Linked DNA regions of Siniperca chuatsi: region 1 is linked to region 2. The links are chromatin contacts, called in public Hi-C maps. All regions are on one chromosome and are shown on one strand. The core of a region is the stretch at or near the end of the contact, and the rest is flanking DNA. Distances in the headings are between cores, read along the strand shown. Region 1 holds the start of rsad2 (radical S-adenosyl methionine domain-containing protein 2). Region 2 overlaps rnf144aa (probable E3 ubiquitin-protein ligase RNF144A-A).

Evidence for each region. Hi-C and Micro-C count contacts between places; a contact is called where the count stands out from the background.
Region 1: a contact with region 2 is called in a Hi-C map of liver, with 2.1 times the contacts expected there. The contact joins the promoter of rsad2 here to the enhancer-like site in region 2. A contact is called at or near these places in 3 of 3 Hi-C or Micro-C datasets (liver, skeletal muscle and an unstated tissue).

The regions. Positions count from the first base shown.
Region 1 is chrLG15:15,717,888-15,724,909 of ASM2008510v1, reverse strand. rsad2 (radical S-adenosyl methionine domain-containing protein 2) reads left to right here and starts at 1,426. Exons shown (of 7, transcript XM_044166976.1): 1 at 1,426-1,834; 2 at 1,921-2,082; 3 at 2,344-2,573; 4 at 2,668-2,817; 5 at 3,682-3,714; 6 at 4,077-6,515; 7 at 6,745-6,771. The coding sequence starts at 1,510. The coding sequence ends at 4,241. cmpk2 (UMP-CMP kinase 2, mitochondrial) reads right to left here and starts at 583. Exons shown (of 6, transcript XM_044166975.1): 1 at 175-583; 2 at 1-75. The coding sequence starts at 482. It overlaps rnf144aa (probable E3 ubiquitin-protein ligase RNF144A-A), which reads left to right and starts at 6,377. Exons shown (of 8, transcript XM_044166977.1): 1 at 6,377-6,515. The coding sequence starts at 6,451.
Region 2 is chrLG15:15,681,383-15,688,270 of ASM2008510v1, reverse strand. rnf144aa (probable E3 ubiquitin-protein ligase RNF144A-A) reads left to right here. Exons shown (of 8, transcript XM_044166977.1): 8 at 1-3,231. Among protein-coding and RNA genes, the nearest start is that of rnf144aa, 34 kb to the left of the region's middle. Within about 2 kb of position 3,225, the one cell type or tissue checked has an H3K27ac peak away from gene starts, as active enhancers do. A contact at or near this core is called in liver, where this site is marked.

The DNA.
Region 1 (7,022 bases), core at 177-2,676, 38 kb before region 2:
TCCTTTGACGTTTCCATAGTTTGGCTGTCTGCATGAGACCACAGATGCTGAGTCCACAGTTGGCCTTCCTCACGTCTGAAGTATGAACACACAAACACTGGATCATGTTGTATTAAACGTCGTAAAAGCCGTTCTGACGAGGATGAACTCTCAGAATTATCTTTTAAAAAGTACCCCTTGATGAGAGAATCCTTGACATTTGGCAGAAAGGAGGACATAGGAGACAAATCACACTCTGGAGGCAAGCCTCTCAGCAATTTCCCTTTCAGCTCCCCGTAAAACTTGGCTCGTCTGATTCTGTCGTCGCTGCAGACGAGGAGAGAGTAACACCTGCCATTGTTTCGGACTTCTCTGAACACCCGCGGCACTTCTTCTCTCCGGTGCGTTTCTTGAATTGAGAAGTAGAAGGGTGCTCCATCCAGCTCCACTGAAAAAATACGAGAGGACCACTGAGAAAGAAGAGACATTGCGCGCCGTGCCATCTGTTACACGAGACGTTGTGATCAGTTTCCAATCTGGTGCACTGATACTAACTGCGAGGCATTATGTAAACTGACCGCTGCAGAGAAAACGAAACTTACCGGGCTGAAAGGCAAAATGAAACTCTGCGATTACTCTGAAATGGGTTGTGCAAGTTAAAGCCTTTGTTGCTGATTCTGAGAAACACTTTCCTTGACCCCGAGTTATGTTTATAGAAGAATCGTTAGGACAAATACTTGCTGGTTGTGTCACAGAAAGGTGGTGTCTCTTTGACATCATATACCAACAAATACTTGCTGGTTGTGTCACAGAAAGGTGGTGTCTCTTTGACATTATATTGAGAGGTGCTCACTTTCAAAACCGCAGAAGCTGGGCATTAAGGGAACTGGGGGTGAGAAATTGTGAATGTATACATAAAAGAAAAGAAACTTGGGATGAAATTACTTATTATTAAGGAAACAGAGATGAATAAGGGTGGAAGAAAGAGAAAACAAATTGCCTCTGCATAGCTCTGAAAACTAATAATCTTTTATTGACAGTAAGGTATTGAAGACGCGCTCAAAACAAGCCAAGGATGCAGACATAAGCACGAAAAAATAGAAAGAACGTCAGCAGGCAACCATTACCAAACATCTGACTGCTGTGCAGAGTTTTTTGCCATCAACAGCACTGTTACAACTATGCATTATTATGAATGGTATATCACCAATATCTATATAATCGCATATAGGCCTACCCTTTAAGCTTCCTATAAAGTTCCTCGTTCGTCATACTGTTGCATCTGTATAATGGCTGAAAGTGTATTTACTGTATGGACGCATTATAATTTCGCCCTCAGCATCATATTTTATCGCTGGGTCATCTGCCGGTGTTCCGGTCACGCACCCAGCTGGGTTTCGTTTTCGATGTTTGTAAACAGAAACTCAGCTGCTCTATTTTCCTTCTCTTTGTTAATGTACGCCCTGCAGCCCTCTATATAAGATCTGTCAACAGTGCGAACAGAGCAGGTGTGATTCGGTCGGTTTGAAGATGCAGTTCTCCCCTGTGGTCGCGTCTCCGAAGCTGCTGCTGCAGCTCTGCATCAGCACCCTGCACTGCATTATGGCGAGCATCATTTCAACAGTTTGTTACTGGACAGCAGGAGCCTGCAAGGGAACAACTTCACCCGTTCCACCTGTTGACAGCAATCTGGATCAAAGGAAAGTCCAAAATGCGATGACTCCAACAAGTGTCAACTATCACTTTACACGCAAGTGTAATTACAAATGTGGATTTTGTTTCCACACTGCAAAAACCTCCTTCGTCCTGCCTCTAGAGGAAGCCAAGAGGGGCCTCAAACTTCTGAAGGAATCAGGTAAGATTGACAGATCAGTATATTCTGCTCTGTTGTGTGGTGTCAAACCTCTTGCATGAGGTTAAATTCATCTCTCTGTTTATCAGGCATGGAAAAGATCAACTTCTCTGGAGGAGAGCCTTTTTTGCATGAGAAAGGAGAATTTCTGGGGAAATTAGTTCAGTTCTGTAAACTGGACCTCCAGCTCCCAAGTGTCAGCATTGTCAGCAATGGGAGCATGATCAAAGAAAAATGGTTCCAGAAATATGGTAAGATTCCAAATTAGTGTCAACTTTGTAGGACAAATTCATTCTTGTTTTGTATTGCTCTATTTTAACTTTTTTTTACCATATTGTACACTAGATGGGAGCATAGTTTTAGTCTAAGAAGAAGAAATAATGCCTTAATTTGGCACCAAAGCAAATGTTATGCTTGATCTTAAAAAAATATGCTCTCTCTCTCTCTCTCTCTCTCTCTCTCTCTCTCTCTCTCTCTCTCTCTCTCTCTCTTTCTCTCTCTCTCTCCACCAGGTGACTATCTGGACATCCTGGCCATCTCCTGTGACAGTTTTGATGAAGCAACCAACCAGCTAATTGGCAGAACTCAGGGCCGTAAGAGCCACGTTGACAACCTTCACAAGATTCGCAACTGGTGCCAGCAGTACAAAGTGGCATTCAAGATCAACTCGGTCATCAACACCTTCAACATGGACGAAGACATGACGGAGCCCATCACCCAGCTTAACCCAGTCCGCTGGAAGGTAACAATAGAAAGGCAGAGTGTATATGTTTGGTGTGTATGAGTTTCTTGACACACACATACTCACCCTCTCTGTCTGTGCTTCCTCTGTTCAGGTGTTCCAGTGTCTGCTGATTGACGGGGAAAATGCAGGAGAGGAAGCCCTGAGAGAGGCAGAGAGGTTCGTCATCAGTGACCAACTGTTTCAGGAGTTTCTGGATAGACACAGTAGCATCTCCTGCCTTGTTCCGGAGTCCAATGAGAAGGTATGAGATTGTTAACAGTGGCAACAAATATGACTGTAGATACGTTTAAATTCACAAACTTATGCCCATATACTCAGAAACATCTTATTTTGGGTAAGCATTTTATACAAACCTTTGACACCTCTACTGTCTATATGTGCTAACATGTTGAGATACTGTGACGTCTCTAAAAGAATGATAGCAAGTTCAATTTCACCAAAATCTGTCACAGTTTAATGAATGAGTGAAAATGAACGCCCATGTTATCTGTTCCTACATAATATTCCCATTCACTGCAATGTCCTGCCCAGATTTAGCACTCTGCCACCTGTCTCTCTGATTTTACAATAGTATAAATGATAATAAACAATGGTCACAATACTGTCATCCAAATGTACCCATCACACTGTGCACATCAGATTGCACAGACAGTGAATTGTTAAAAAGTGAATGGAAAAGAGATAGTAAACTGTTAAATATCAAAGTAAGCAAGAAATCTAATTAGGTGTCTCATAATTGGAGTACAGTCGTAACTAGGTTATTATGACCCAGTTTCAAAGCTGACTGATCAAATTCCAGGTTACTGGAGAAACTGAAACAAGAATGGAATTCTGTGCGTGCAAATGTAAAGTATTATATAACCATAAGGGTCATGTAGCATGTCAGCTATATTCATTGGATCAAGGCCCACCCACAATGTACCGTGGCAGAGACCAACTCATCCTGTCAGTAATAATACTGAAACATTTTTGTAGGACATTTTCTATTGGGTGGAACAACATCAGCAGTGTTGTTAGCAAAGTAAATAGTGTGACAATGTTGGGAATCAGATGCCAGGCCGTAGACTAACAAAACTGAAGTTTGTGGTCTTGGTTGTCTTCACAGATGAGGAATTCCTACCTGATCCTGGATGAATATGTAAGTACCTTATATTGTTTATGGACTAAACACACTCCTCTTGAGATTGCTACTTTCACAGCCCGTGGTCTTTCCTTAATTTAACTGTTAGTGTGAATGGGCCATTAAGTTTGCTTAAGTTTTGTTAGATGTTGAAGTAAAAGCACTTCCCTCCAAGTTTGGGGCAATTAGAAGTAATTAAATGGTGACTGCTTGATTGGAGTTGAAAGGCTTAAGTTTGGCTTAATTCTGAACATTTAAATTTGCAAGTTTTTAGGTATTTGAATGAGGAATAATCTAAAAACTGTTCAGTACACAGGTAACTTAACACATCTGAAGAGCATTTAAATGTGTAACTGATTTAGTCTTTCTTCATTTTTCAGATGCGTTTCCTGGACTGTCGAGCAGGCAGGAAGGACCCGTCCAAGTCCATCCTCGATGTTGGTGTGAAGGATGCCATTAGCTTCAGTGGCTTTGATGAAAAGATGTTTCTAAAGAGAGGAGGGAAATATGTGTGGAGCAAAGCCAACATGAAGCTGCAGTGGTGAAAATCTGCAACTCCATTTTGATTTACCTTTGTTGAGTGATTGCACTGATAATTTGTACAGTATGAATGTTTTTATCTTTATTTGTGTCTGTTATTTTTATAACTTAATTTACAGCTTGGTTGTTGAAAAACAGTGTTAAGACATGCTAAATTCAAAGTCAGATTTTTTGCACTTTGTTGTTTTGATAGATAGATAGATAGATAGATAGATAGATAGATAGATAGATAGATAGATAGATAGATAGATAGATAGATAGATAGATAGATAGATAGATAGATAGATAGATAGATAGATGATTGATTGATTGATTGATTGATTGATTGAGAGATATATTTTTGTTTCCTTGCACTGCAGAGCAAATATAATTTAATAAAAACATTTTTCATTAGAAAAATTGTTAAAGTGTTTTATTTTATTTTTGTCAGCATGTAGCACTCTAAATTATCATGAAAAGCCACATTGTTCCATTATGGCCAATTAAAGGCCAGCCTGAAGGTGCTGGCATAAGATAAACAGCTATAAGATTATGTAATAATTACATTATACATCACTTTCGGGTTTAACAACTTCAATATAACTACATTTTGTTCATGAACAATTTGTTTCCTTAAATTTCATCCCACTATATTAATAAATAATATATAATCATTTGCACTGATTTAATTAATAAACTTTATTTATACAGCACTTTTCAAAACAAAGTTACAAAGTGCTTTACATGGTTGAACAACGATTGGACTGCAATGAGGCTAATAAAATCAAACAATTAAAATAATACAAAAATAAAATGGAATATAATACCCAACAATAATATAATAATATAGTATCGTATACAATATAGATAAAAACAACAATAATAATAATAATAATACAAATAAGACATGTTGGAAATAAAACAGTGTGCTAACATTAATTAAAAGCTTTTTTTAAAAGACAAGTTTTGAGAAGTGATTTGCACTGATTTGATCTGCATAACAGAGCAGACACTGGTCACACTGGCTCCTGTAATAACATGAGAGTTCCATTAAAGTAAGTTGAATAGATGCCATGAATGACTTTGACAACTGAAAGGAATTCTAACCTTGTAATCCTCAAGTTGAGCAAGAACTAGTCCACCCACTCACTGTCATGAGTTCAGTGTGTGGCCACTGCATCAGGCACCCCAGCAGGTGCTGGGCCATGCCATTATGTAGACATTTTTATCCTTGCTAAACTGAGCAGACTGGTCTGTCCTGTTATCTATACTGTTGGGGACAAGTCTCTACTTGTTTTAGAAACCTGGTAGACAACAGCTGTTACAAAGTACATTCTATTGTTCTACTTTGCCCTTTGTTGGTAAATGGACATTTTATATGGAAGTTCAAATCATGAGAGCTGTAGCAATATTTTGATGACTGTCTCAGTCTTGATAAGGGTTGGTGCACTGTGTAAACACCAAGGACAACAATGGAAATAAGTCCAGGACTTATATCATTCTGTCCCTGAAAAAGTCTGTATTGTCTTCTATAAATATAACAAAAAACAAAAACAAAAACTTGCTCCAAACATTTTCACGTGAGGTTATACATTACATTTAGCAAAGGTTTCACTTCACTCTTGTGAGAGATTAGTTTAATGAAATAATAGTCAAACTAGACTGAACCTCATTTTGCTGGGGACTCTCTGCAGACTTAAGGACCCCTGGATTTCAGAAGGACCTACTCTAAGGGGTGGATTCACTCAAATTCACCCAAAAACTTTTTTTTTGTCTGTCTGTCTCTCTGTCTCCATCCCAAAACAGTGGAGGCAAATGAAATGTAACTATGTAAAAGTGACTATGTAAATTCCATTCACCTCCATTGTATTGGGGTTGTATTAGGCTATTTGTCTAGGGTCTCAAAACCTGGGAAATAACTATCTGCAAACTACAGTATCTGCATGGCTAGATACCACTACCCTAAATTATCATGACAAGTCACCTTCTTTCATTATGGCCAGTTAAAGGCCAGCCTGAAGGTACTGGCATAAGATAAACAAGATATCTGCATGGCTAGATACCACTAGGGGGAGGTGAGAAAACATGTTATTTGCAATTTGTACCGAATCTTATAAAAGCCGATTGCAGTATTTTGACAGCAGGGGGCGCTGTCGTTTGTGAAAAGGTGGTGGGCGCTGAGCTCTCCTTAAAGCGGCAGCGCAGGACGGCAGACTGGAAGCCTCTCACGCACAAATGGCGTCTCTCCAGTGCGAGGCAGCTGATTTCCCACTGAGCTCGGCAGCAGGAACGGCGGAGAGGTAAACACACCGCCCCCGGATTTCTTTGCAACAAGATAGCCTCTTGCTTTTCGCAGGATTTGTGTAGCGGGCTGACGGCTGGACGTTGCGCACTCTTCAGTAACCGAGGGAAGAGTACAACAATCCTACTGTCAAGCATAACAGTATCAGCTGCAGCTTATGCTTCCCTCTGGTTTGCTTATTTATCTACGCTGTTTTGTTTATTTTCGCCTATGGTTGTTGGTGTTAGTGTTTCACCAGGACCTGATCTCAGGCGCTGTAGGCGACACTAGCGGGTCAAATGTTTCCACCCCGACGTTGTAGGGACTCATAATGAACATGGGCATCACCCCTTCAGAGACATCACCCTCCGCCTCCTCCTCCTCTGCCTGACTGGTTGGCCACTTCGTTAATCCAATTCAGGAGATCATCTTGTCAACCTTTCCTGAGGTTACATCATCAAGACGGCATTATCCCAGAAAGCCAGGTAAGGTTTGTGCTTGTATTCGGTGTAACACAGTAGGAGCT
Region 2 (6,888 bases), core at 1,976-4,475:
TGATGTCAATGTTTTATAACCTCTTGCTTTTAATAGAACTGTGCTCAGAGTAGTGTCTATGTGTTGTACTTTTGAGTGTTTTCCAACCTGTTAGGTACATTTATTAAAGGGGATTTCCACTCAAATCTAATAAATACACTTAATTTCTGTGGTCAAGTGAAAATGAAGACTAGCTATATTCAACTTTCAGCTTATGTTTTATACCCTAATGTCCTTTTTTTCATTATTGTTACCATTTCTCTAATACATTCTCTTTGGCAGACCTTTGGAGTCATCTTTGAGTGAGAGAGAGAGAGAGAGAGAGAGAGAGAGAGAGAGAGAGAGATTCGGAAGATGTTACAGATGTTTATGATCCAGAAATTTCCCAAATTGAGTGGTGCTCCCCTTTAAGTTCAACATTAACGTGAAGTCTGTCAGAGGACTTTGTATCCACATGTTGTGGAACTATTTTAATACTTAACTAAAAGAGATGTCACTCCTGTAATTCTTAGTCCCCAGGTGGTGGCTTAGCCAAATAGAAATTAATAGCCTTAAATTGAGAATAGCCAAAATCAGGCATTTCCCCCTGTGCATTAAAGAGAGTTAAGTCAAATTCATTAATCCCATGGAAAGCATGTTTAGCAGCATTTTCAAGTATTACAGACAGTCAGTGAAGCCCTTTATATTCAGATGATTCTATGATGTCATCCATATGCCACACTGTTAATAGCCATACTGTAAAAAAAAAAACAAAAAAAACAAACAACTGTCCTAAACTGATGTTTTGTGTGACCTAGGGCCTGTATTTCCTAAGCCTTTTTGAGCAGGAGAGCTAATCAACATCCACCCAACCATCATCACAAACGATCTGAAGCTTAACTCAGATCAGATCTCCCACTCTTTGAGACTTAATACCTGCCGGCCCAAATTGCAAACTTGCATATGTTAGTGGTCCAAGTGTCAATGTTTTGTTTTGTTGGTAGTTAGACCTCCAACAACAAGCAGCTATTCCTTGCAGGGATGTCAGAAAAGCCTATAGAGTAAATATAAAAGAATGTTCCATTTTCGGGCACATAATTATGAAGCTGCTCTATACTATATCACTTTATCTATGCAAGTTTGTACATTATCGTTCTTAAAAGGCTATCGATTGGTCATAATCAAGTGTATGTCATGGGTAGGTTCATATAGTGAAAGCTGCAGAATGTCACCATATATGTGCATACATATCATGGCTTTTATTTAATCAGGGAATTATTCAAAAACCATCCATTTTATTTTCAGCATCTATGTTGCTGTTATCTATCTGTGTTTTAACTATATTTCAAGTTTGTGAGCTTGAAAATCAGGACAAAATTTGGCCATTTTTCATTTGATAATGTCTTGATTTTTTTTGGGGGGGGGCATCTCAAATGTCTTTTAATAGTTGAACGAAGTCGAATCTTTTTTTCTTATTTTCTGTTACCATGCATAGCCATTCTAATGTTTTGAATAAGCTATTTAGTACTGCTTACTTTCCCCTCCCTTCTGGTGTAAGTTACCAGTGTTGATGTAGCATTTCATGAGAGGTGTGGCTACAGTTACCAAAACAGGCGATTAATAGTTAACAACAGTAGCTAATCTGCAACTCACTCATGTCCTCATAAATTTAGCTCCAATATCCAGTATGATAATCCTTATTAGTAGCCTTAAATTTAGAGTAACTTACCTGTAGCTTGTGTTGCTTTCACTGACCTCATCTACTGTATGAGCATGATAATTTGATATCAAAGCCAGTCCAATTTCTACCTATCGAAGTTTGGTGCTTGCCCCAAAAATAGTTAAATTCCACAAGCTTTTGTTGTTTTTATGACAATCGTGCCAAGCAGATTTCCTGGAAGGGATAAGGAAACAGAGCTGTCTATTGTATGTGCATTTTGACTATATATTTGTAATGTATCAACAGTTTTTACAGGGTGGAAAATATTTTAATGCTTCTTTATGTAAACGCTGCACTGTATATGGGTTTCATTGTTTTACTACTTGATATGATCTGTGATGTGTGTGTGGTATGGTGCCTGCTGTGTTTAATGGAGGACTTTAGCACCTGAAATCAATGTCAATTTATTAGAAAAGTCAATACATACGAGAGATTGCAACCGTACTTCTTAAGAGGTTTCACAACTTAATGTATCAGGACTGATATCACCAGGATAAAGATTAATATCAAATAGTTCAAAATCTTCATTTAAACACAAAATTATCACCATCATCAAAGTCTTACTAAAGTAACTAAAGTCGAACAAAATCATGGCCACTTCCATTTTTTACACAACATTTTTCTTTATCTATGTTTGCTGGCACCACTGAACAGGTAGATACTGTATTATGCAACAGATATAAAAGGGCCAAACAGCAAATATTACAATCACTGCAGTGTCACATTGCATAATCATTTTCTACACTGGAGCCAGAAGAGGCTTTTCAGGGCTCGACATAAAGGCCTATATAACCACTTAAGCAGATGAAACATCAGCACAGGTGTTGGTTAGGACAGTTTGACTGAGGGCTTGTCTCTAAGATTTGGGAAGCAAGGTGAAGGTTATTTTTACAAAGGCTCAATATCTACTTTGCAAGTATCCGAAGATCAAGTTTAGTTACAAGCAACAATTTATATTTTATAATCTGTTGTGTCAAGAGATGAAGCTGCATGATTTTTCTCTGACTTCTACATGTTAAATATTACAATATTGTAGCCTCTAAAGATCTTTGGAATGGTAGCGTTGTCACTATCACCCAGCTGACTTGTTTGGTTTTTTTTGAGTTTATTTCTTTCCCTCCTTTTTTAAAGAAATATGTTTTGACGTTCAGCCATATGATATACAATGTTGGTTGGCCTTCCTCAATTCAGCAGGTTGGCTTTAAGTGTCTGTTACTTTTTTGGGTTTTTTTATACGCCTGTGTTACGTCATAGTTTGTTGTATTTGCATTTGTTTTAAGAGCAGACTTCTTCAGGCCTGATTGGTCACCTCAGTAAGTGGATTATTGTCAGAGGAAATGCTGTCTGTACACAAGATGTCTGTATTTGGAGATGGTTAACAATGTCTTTAGTCAGTAATTGAAAGTACATCGACCTGGGTGATACAAAGATATCAACATTGTAAAATGGCATATTTGGATCAATTCTGCACAACGTAGACTCGGCATCTCAGTATATCTACAGTTCCACTAACACTGTGACACCAGGTATTAAAGGTTGTTGTTTTTTTGTGATTCTGCTCTCATTCATTCACACCAGGGTATTGAAATATTACAGTTTATGCATCTCAAACATACCATGAGGAAGTCTTGTGGCCCATTTGGTTGTGAAATGGCTCCCTCTGGTGTTTAAAGTGTATAGTTCTCCTTTCCATTAACAGGAAGATCTATAGTACAAGAGGAGCACTACTTCATGGAGATAATCAGCAATAAACAGTAGCAAGCAAAATAATGTACCATCACAAAAATTGATATCACAAGAGTGTGGGATTTTTAGTCATTTTTAAATTGTTCTCACCTTCCTACATGGGTGGATTAATAGTTGTCATACACTAACTTCTTTTTAATGTTTTTTTTTTTAATCCTCTGGAGGCGTATTTATTGTTTCATTCTCTTAACAATAACCTTTTTGTAGAAAATGTCCACATCCTCTTAGCCTTTGTTTTACTTGCATCAAGCATCTTTCCTTCATATTCACGGCAGCTCTGTCTGTTCATCAGACATGTGTCAGCCTTTTGTTAAGGTCTGCCAAAGAACAGGTTGTTCTCTCCCCCTCTCTGCCTTTGTGTCTATTTCCTGCCAGATGCTGGATTGGGAGCATTAACAAGACAACCCTGCAAATGAAAGTGCAAACGCCCGGTGATATATCATCCCTCACCAGCTGTTCTCTGTTTGGAAGTCTCTCCACCAATCACTGGGCAGGACCACAGGAAGTTACCATCTGTGGGCATCATGGTGACAGAGTTTGTGGATGGGCGCTGAAGCTGATGTCTTATCTGGAGCAAATGAAGTATGATACAGGGGGAGAGAGGGGGGTGTGAGGAAGGAAATGGAGAGATGGACAGAGAGACAGGGAGGAGTGTATCACCTGGAAGACAAAGAGCTGAACATCAGAGAAACAGGAGACAGAGAGCCAAGCTCCATCGCTGAGAAAGGGATGGATGAAAAGAGAAGACACAAGGCCTTTGCACCTGCTCTGTATAGAACACAAGGTTCTGATATCACACGTGTGCTGGCTGCAGGCCGATCAGGCTGCTCTGCTCTGGCTTTACCTTCCAACACCTTGCTGCCAAGTCCTCCTTCTGCTCCCCATCAGCATCCTCTCCTCTGCTGCTCTGCACTTAGAAACCAACTAACCAACAAACTCTTAACCTTTTTATACTATAGCATCAATGCGTGTGTGTCTTGTTTGTCTTGTCCATAAAATATCTTGAAACTATAGAATATTTACAGGAAAAGTGGCTAAGCAAACATTTTCTCCATATAGTCTAGTCCAGTGGTTCCCTAAACCTATTTTGCTTCTGACCTCTTAATATGAAGCAGCATCTACTTGTGACACCCCATCACAGGGTACATGACTGTGAGCAGTTAAATCACAACAGATTTTTCCTTATTTTTTGTACTTTTTGGATGCCTGAAGACAAACTATCCAGTATTTTACACAAAAAAAGATTAAAGAAAGGTCTGAAAAATAAACATAATATTGTGTATTTAGAATTTTGATTTTTTTCTTTTTTCTTTTTCATTTCTTACCAGAGTAATCATCAGCCCCTTAGGTCTAGTCCTTGCAATGCAAATGTAAATTCAGTGACAGTTGATAGAGACAGGAAAACCTTGCCTCTGTACAGGAAAGACACCTTTTAAAAAGAACACATGGAATTAAATGTACCATTGTTATCTTCATCAAAAGTGTTGATTAATGGCTCTGAGTCTACACTAGTATCAACACTACTAGTAATGCTACGTGTAGTCTAACAATGTCATTGGATAAATGCCTCTGCTTCATCTTACTCAACATAGCTTGTTAGTATGGTCAGCTAAATACCTTGATGATCGTTACATGACCAGAACTCAGTAAGAGACATCATACTACCCGCAGGAATTCTGAAGGTAAATTTTCATGAACACTATGGTATAGCAGAAGGTCATTAAGTAGTTGTGTTGTAATATAATGATTTACTTGATGTTAATGGTAAATCTGCTTGCCAGAAGAGGGAACTAGAGTCCTGTAAAAACAGCACAGGCTGTTTGTCAATAATGATACACACACTGACTTTTGATACATCAAATACTAAGCGATGAAATGTTGTCACTGTCCAAAGATTAAAATGCTGCTCTGTTCCTAGCATTTATAGTTTATAGAGTCCACTTCTTCTGCACATTTTTGCCACAAAATTTCAAAGCAGCTAGGGTCAAATAGATCAGGGATTCATTCTGTATGGTTCAGCACCCTTATTTAATCACTCATTCATCATTTAGGGCAGGAAGTAGTCTTCAGTGCAATATACAACCATATACCATATATATTCTGTTCCACTGAGCATTGATGCTTATTCTAGAGGCTCCTTCCTCAGTCCTGACATGTCAAGCTGACGGGCAGCATTTGCCCCCGCCAAGGAAAGAATAGAGTAAACACACGTTGACATTAAAAACTAAGAGTTCCATGCTAGCTCTCGATGGGGGTTAAGGCTTAGTAATAGGCATGTGCATTCACTCATACTTCCACACATAGCACACTCTAATTATAACCAGGGGCCATTGTACATCTGCCAGTGACTGACATGAAATGACATGGCCCCGCCTCTGATCTATTTTATCCCAGCATGTAGTTGTACTGCTCATTGTCCCTAAAGCCTATGACACCTATTAGCTCTCATTAGCTTCCTGTGGTTCGGCAAGACAAGGCTCTGGCCTGTCAAATCAACAACAAAGGGGATGTACAGTATTTGTTGATGTTGTTCTACAACAATCAATTGCTTAGACTGTGACTTGAAAAAGTTCATTTCTAGCAAAGACACAGAGAACATGGGGGATTTATCAAAATATTAGAGTAAGATTTTATCTAATTAAAGGAATAGTTTGACATTTTGAAAAACACATTTGTTTTGTTGCTGAGAGTTAGATGAAAACATCGATACCATTCTCAAGCATTTTTCCCAAAATGTCAAACAATTCCTTTAATTTTTTTTAAATAAATAAAAAATTATGTTCATATTATACTAAAACGTAAAATGTGAACTAGTTTTTAGTTTGTTTGTTTTTTACTAGTTTTTTAGTCTCTGTTGATTTACAGATACATAAGAACCTGTCAATGTTTGACTTGCATACCCTTCATCTTCCCTCCTCTCTCTTTCTACCCCTCTTCATGTGTCATCCCATACCTTCTCTCCCTTTATCTTCAGTTTTGCTTGACTTACCTTCTTGCCACACTGTGCACCTTAATAAAACTCATCTACCTCATCCCACTTCTTCTACAACCCCCTGTGTTTGCTTTCCTGCTCCACTTCCCTCCTGTCTCATTCACCACTCTCCCTCCCTCCTTTCTCTTGATTTTATCTGGGAGAAGTTTGCCTGGGGTCATTCACCTGAGCCTCCTCACCTGGCCTCTGACAGGCCTGTTGGGACGGCATGCCTGCCTGGTGAGGATAACGGTTGTCAAGGGCCACAGGGAAAGTAACAAACTCTGTTTTCTGTCATGATGACATACCTGAGAACAGCGAAGACCTGAGGGATTTGGTTTGTAATAGAGCACATAGTCAAATACAAAGGCTTGAGTTAATTATGATATTGCCAGGTGCAAAGAAATGTTTTCAAGTTCTATTTACATTTGGTTTAGCAAGAAATTGTTCTTTTTATACAGCCAACAAATTGATTTTTTAAAATACCTGAGGC